2 separate regions of the Danio rerio genome follow, and region 2 is linked to region 1. The links are chromatin contacts, called in public Hi-C maps. All regions are on one chromosome and are shown on one strand. Each heading gives the region's core, a stretch centred on a gene start, on an enhancer-like site or on the middle of the called end of the contact. The rest is flanking DNA. Distances are from core to core; before and after follow the strand shown.

Region 1 (3,018 bases), core at 279-2,778:
AGTGATATAGATGCTGAAACTGTATAGCGTGCAGCACCTTTTTCTTTTTTTTTTTTTGTTTCAGTGTGGAATGGATGATCAACTTTCGGGAAATGATTAAAAATTAAGTTTGCACCCAGATCACAACTTTCAAATGTTCCTGAATTAGTGTAGAAGTAGTCTTAACATGACAAGCAGGTGTTCTTTTTTTCACTTGGTAATCAAATAATACAATACGTATGACAAGTGAAATATTCAATACATAAAGCCAAAAATATATATTACAGATTAGTAATTATATTGTTCAACAGAAAAAAAAAGTGTCTGCAGCAGACTGATCTCACAGCACTTATATTTTATCACTTTCTGTATTCGCTCATTTTAGTTCAATATAGTCCAGTGAATGAGTTTTTATATACAACAATACAGTGCAAAGCATTTAGCTGTAATTAAAGAGAAAATCAGCTAGACCACATACCATCATTGTTCTCGTAGTTTATCTCGCTGGTCTGGCTGGCTTTGAGGATCTGCATTCGAATGAACTCTATCTTTGTCTTGCTGTCCTGAAGCATCTGCTGAGCTGCTGCAAGGAGTTTGCGGTCCTACAAATGAAGATAAACAGAAGGAAAACAACAACAGGGTCAGAGGGTTCAGAAAAAAAGATCTTTATAACAAAGTGTTTTTAAGTGCAAATCCATAGACCATAAACCATCAAACATGTATAAAAAGGGAATATAAACTATATCTAGTCTAAAATTATTCATTAAACAAAAATGTTGTATTCTGAGTAGTCAGTTAATAAGAGCTCCATGCCATTTAACAATTGAAGATATTGTATACATGTAGATAGTCATGAATGAAGATAAAAAATATATCACAAAATTCTGATGCTTTAAAATGTTCAAAAACAAATGTGTTGAATTCTTGAATTCTATGTTGTTGAAGTCTTCTCACAACATAATGACCTAAAATGATAAACACATTTTCAGCATATTAACTTTTTATAATTATTTTGTTCCTGTAGAAAATGATTAGCAAGCAATTGTTCAAAGTACTTGATTCCTGAGAGCCAATAAGATTCATTTTTGATTCACCGAGCTTCTGTTCATCATAAAAAAAATGTCAGTGTATTTCCAGAAGGTTTGGATTAAACCATGTGATTCACACTTTTCATTCATTTATCAATATTGTCAGAGTTTTTGGGTAAAAAGATTTTCAAATGAAAGACAGGAATCTCCAAGTAAGTGATTAAAATGACCTGCTGTGTACTGAAGATGAAAGAAAGTCTTGTGGATTTGCAATGACGTAAAGGTGAGTAAATGACAGTATTTTCAATTTAGGGTAAACTAACCCGATTAATTGTATACATTTTATTTATTTAAAGTTATTAAAGGATGCAAAATTCATGTTCTATGACCACATACTTTTCTTTCCTCCTTGCCGCTGGTTAGAAGTGTGAAGGAATGTTTGCTTGTCATTCAGCATTCAGATCCAGAGAGAGCAGCCCAGGAGTCTCTAAGGACTGAACTTCCTGTAAGCTACCATTAGAGGCTGACGTTACCTTAGAGGCCTTTCCTCCGGATGTCTGAAGCAGCTGGGAACCTGCATGCAGGACTCGACGCTTGAATAAAACAGTCAATTCTTGACTGACCGGACAAAAATGCACTCACATAATTTTGTTTACTTTAAAATGAAATTTCTGTCATTATTTACTCAACCTCATGCCATTCCAAACCCATAAGACAACTCTTTAAAAGATGACCTCCAAGCCCATATATCACTAAAATGTTTTGTGAGCAGACTTATAATGAACAATTTGTTGTCACACAAAAAAAAAAATTAAAATAAAAACAATCAATGGTAACCAATCTTGTCAACATTTTGACAAAGAAAGCTACTATGCAATAACATTTCCGTATCTATTAAGTGTCAGTGTCAGAGTTCACTGACTTAAAAAAACGATTTACTATGGATTGAATGACCATTACCTGTTAAAACAAACAGTACAACAAGTGTATCACATCTCATAATTGCACAATCAGTGTTTGAACCACAGAAAAAAGTCAATAAAATTTAAACTTTACATTTATCACAGAAAAGCCATATATAACTAATTAGTTAACAACAATAAAGGCCCATTTGCTGAACCTATTTTATATTTATTACATTTTTACTTTTTTGATATTGGCCTCTCATTTATTGAACCACTAATTAAGATAAACACCATTCTGTATATTTTAAAATGCACAGAATCAGAACAGATGCTCAAAATTATGACACCTCCAAAACTCCACTAATTTCGGCTTTAATTCACATATAAATCTTGATCAGTAAACATAGATAATTTAACCAAATTAGCTTAACACATGAAATCAACATCAAGCAAACATGTTTGAGCTTCTGTGACCATATTCAATGGTTATGTCACTAGTTTAATTGTCTTCTAAAGTAATCACATCTTCAGAAAACAGATTTACCTTTTGACCTCTTTGAGTGTTTGAAACATCAGTTTTTAAGAAATACAGAGTTTAAAAAGTAGGTATTAATTCAATCTTATTAAAAAAGTTTATTTTAAGTTTTAAAGCTTAACAGTTCTGAGTTTAAAATGTATCAACAAACCATCCAGTCACATTTGAATGCTAAAAAAGTAGAGTAACTCAAAGTAGTTAGCAAAATCTTAGTAAAAAAGGCAGAAATCTCAACTCTCTGACTATGTGGGCGTGTCCGCTGGCTAGAATCGCTGAAACCACGTCCACTGTCTCAACTGACAAATACCACTACTAATAACAATAGGTTAATACATGCTTAATAAATTAGCTTATACAGCCACACATGTTTGAATGCACTCAAATAGACAATACCAGTCAGTCAGCTTGGATACGATTTCATTTTACACTGTGGTGCTCATAACGGAGCTCTGTGGAATGTAAGATTGCAAGTGTAATGTAAATGGTGATATAGACAAGGATCAGATTTTACAGATTTTAAGGAGTCCTTTATTCTGATTCAACATCAATACAATAAAATAAACAAATAGCA
Region 2 (3,018 bases), core at 159-2,658, 38 kb after region 1:
CAATGATTTAAAGCACCAAAAGAAAGTTTAATCCCTAAACAGATCCAAATCAGACCCCAGCATTAGTCACATGACCAATTTTGTGAAAACCATCAAATTAGGCAAAAGCTGTAGTAAAACCCTTACATAAGACAAAATATCCATTTACATGTCTGACCTTCAATTTGCAAAAACATTGTTTCTCCTGATGGTTCATTCCCAAGAAACCAAAAAATAAATAAATAAATAAATAAATAAATAAATAAATAAATAAATAAATAAATAAATAAATAAAAATTAGCTACACATTGTTCAGTGCTGGCTTTTTGACGCGTAAAGTTAGTCATTTGTAAATTACGTCAAGTTCATCGTCATTTTACACGAAAGGAAAAGCAGGCAAACAAATACTGACATTGCTTCATACAAGTGTTTCAGGGAGTTGCCAGGGTGGAATCGTTCAGGATATGTTACTAATAATAGATTTTACTCCAGATTTTCCCCTCACCACACACGCAAAAGAGAGGTTCTGCTACATGTATTTCGTGTTTAGCCAAATATATATATTCGTTTAATGTTTAATTTCTACAATTATGAGTGAACAAATTGATTTTATTAGTTCAAGTTTGCACGAAGGAAAGCACTTTAAGCTTTCAAACGATCCGCATAGCATTAAATACAGTAAATATGCAGTTGAGGAAACAAAGTAACATCATGACTGCACCAGTTACAAGAGCTATGCGAACAAGCACAAACATTGCACGACTGCCTTTCTTCGTATAAATTCGATCACGTTTCATGTATAACTTAATAGTTTAGCTATGGACTGGGATTGAAGCAACAGTTGGTTTCTGTGTCAATATTTCTAGGCCACATTTAACCCTTTCAGACACAGTTAAAAGTCACTACGCCAATCCTTAAGTCAAATGTTGACATTTTAAAGTGGTGTCCAGACGAAAACATAGAAGTCGCGATTAAAGTGTGTTGATGGTGTCGAAGCGCGCGGTTAGTAAACATTAGATAAAACAAGTCTCACCTGCACGGAATCGGCCGCCATCTTGCCTCTTAATAACTTTGAATCAAACTCAAGGGAGCAAAAAGGAGGAATGTCAGTAAGAAGTTAAACCTCTCCGCTCCTCTCCAAGTTAGCACGTATATCTTCCTGAGACTGAAGAAAACACATCGGATCCACGACTACTGCTATTCCACAGCGCAGCCGGTAAACTTTCCAATTCCCATGACGCTGCCGAAATATCCTTGTTTGATATATAGGAACGCAGTTGTGTAAAAGCTCGAAAAGTTTCAAGAAATCAGTGCGATGGTTTTCCGTGACAGATCCACGCAGAGGGACGTGGAAATGCGGCTGTTTTGAATGCGTGTATTGTTGAACACGCTCCTCTCCTCTGCTCTCCCAGCTGGAGTCAAATCCTACACTTCCAGTCATGTGATCAGAAACTCTATGCAAGCATTTTCCCATGAGTGTCCATGTTCACTGCCAAATATAGAGTTTAAATCATTCTTGTATATTTACTAGAGCGTTGTATCAGATTACATCACCGCGTAACGCTGGATAATTATAAAAACACATCAAACGGTAATTACACATTTGTTGATTATTTTTTTCACAGTACTGAGGTGGGGCTCAGTTTTTTTTTTCTTTTTTCCTTGTAAGCTTCAACCTGTCAGAATGAATGGGTGTTTAGTTAACCAAGATTTGTGTCAAAGATGAAATGTAAAAACGTGATTTAGAGAAGACCCATAAATTATTATTTTATTTATTTATTTTTATTTAAATATTTGTACATTTTTATCAGGCTTTAAAAAACTAAAAAAAAAAAAAAAAAGTTAAATTAAAAGACTCTATTTAACAGTCACAGTGCAGCCCACAAATAGTGTTTAATGTTTTACTTTTATTGATTGTAAATTTTGTCATATTTTAATTCAATTTATTATTATTATTATTATTATTATTATTATTATTTACTTTTTAAATTATAATAACTTAATTTGTACGCTTCTAAATATTTTAATATGTAGAGGTCAGAATAAGAATGCTATTTATTTTTATATGAATATTTTGCATTAAAATGACGGTTCATGTTATTGCATGCAATTTTGACATTTTAGTTCCAGGTTTTTTTAAAACTTTAAATTAGTTACATATGTATTTAAAATTTCTTCATGTATAAAATTTGTTTTTGACATTTTAATTTCACATGGAAACCAAAATAGGTTGCCAAATAAATAAAATAAACAAATAAATACAATAATAATAATAATAGTGGCGCAGTAGGTATTGCTGTTCATTCTGCTGTGGCGACCCTGGATTAATAAAGGGACTAAGCCGACAAGAAGATGAATGAATAACAATAATATATAGTTAATATTTTTTCAGGCTGCACGGTGATGCAGTGGGTAGCACGTTCGCCTCACAGCAAGAAGGGCGCTGACTCTAGACCTAGCTGGGTCAGTTGGTGTTTTTGTGTGGAGTTTGCATGTTCTCCCTGTGTGCACGTGGGTTTTCTCTGGGTGCTCCACTTTCCCCCACAAGACATGCGCAATAGGTGAATTGGATGGAGTAAATTGTCCATAGTGTATGTGTGTGAATGAGTGTGTATGGATGTTTCCTAGTGATGGGTTGCAGCTGGAAGGGCATCTGCTGCGTAAAACATATGCTGTATAAGTTGGCGGTTCATTCCGCTGTGGCGACACCAGATTAATAATGAGACTAAGCCAAAAAGAAACTTAATGAATGAGTATGAGAATGAGAGCATGATAATATAATATAATATAATATAATATAATATAATATAATATAATATAATATAATATAATATAATATAATTAATATAATTAATATAATTTGATATAATATAATAATGCTTCATTAATTATTATAATGATTAATTATTATTTTAATATTAATTTAAATAATAATATTAATAATAATATTGCAATTAATATAATGTAATATAGTAATGCTTCATTAATTATTATAATTATTTTAATTATAATTATAATATTAACTTTAATAATATATTA

The links. A called contact is a pair of places that touch in the nucleus more often than the background predicts.
Region 2: a Hi-C map of an unstated tissue shows a contact between it and region 1, with 3 times the contacts expected there. The contact joins the promoter of pkn2b here to the enhancer-like site in region 1. A contact is called at or near these places in 2 of 18 Hi-C or Micro-C datasets (caudal fin and an unstated tissue) and 1 of 4 datasets of contacts at active chromatin or transcription factors (caudal fin).

The regions. Positions count from the first base shown.
Region 1 is chr6:27,823,528-27,826,545 of GRCz12tu, forward strand. pkn2b (protein kinase N2b) reads right to left here. Exons shown (of 22, transcript NM_001290179.1): 4 at 458-581. It also overlaps a transcript of kyat3.2 not described here. Among named protein-coding and RNA genes, the nearest start is that of pkn2b, 38 kb to the right of the region's middle. Within about 2 kb of position 1,529, at least 14 of the 62 cell types and tissues checked have an H3K27ac peak or open chromatin away from gene starts, as enhancers often do.
Region 2 is chr6:27,861,795-27,864,812 of GRCz12tu, forward strand. pkn2b (protein kinase N2b) reads right to left here and starts at 1,409. Exons shown (of 22, transcript NM_001290179.1): 1 at 1,013-1,409. The coding sequence starts at 1,033. It also overlaps a transcript of kyat3.2 not described here.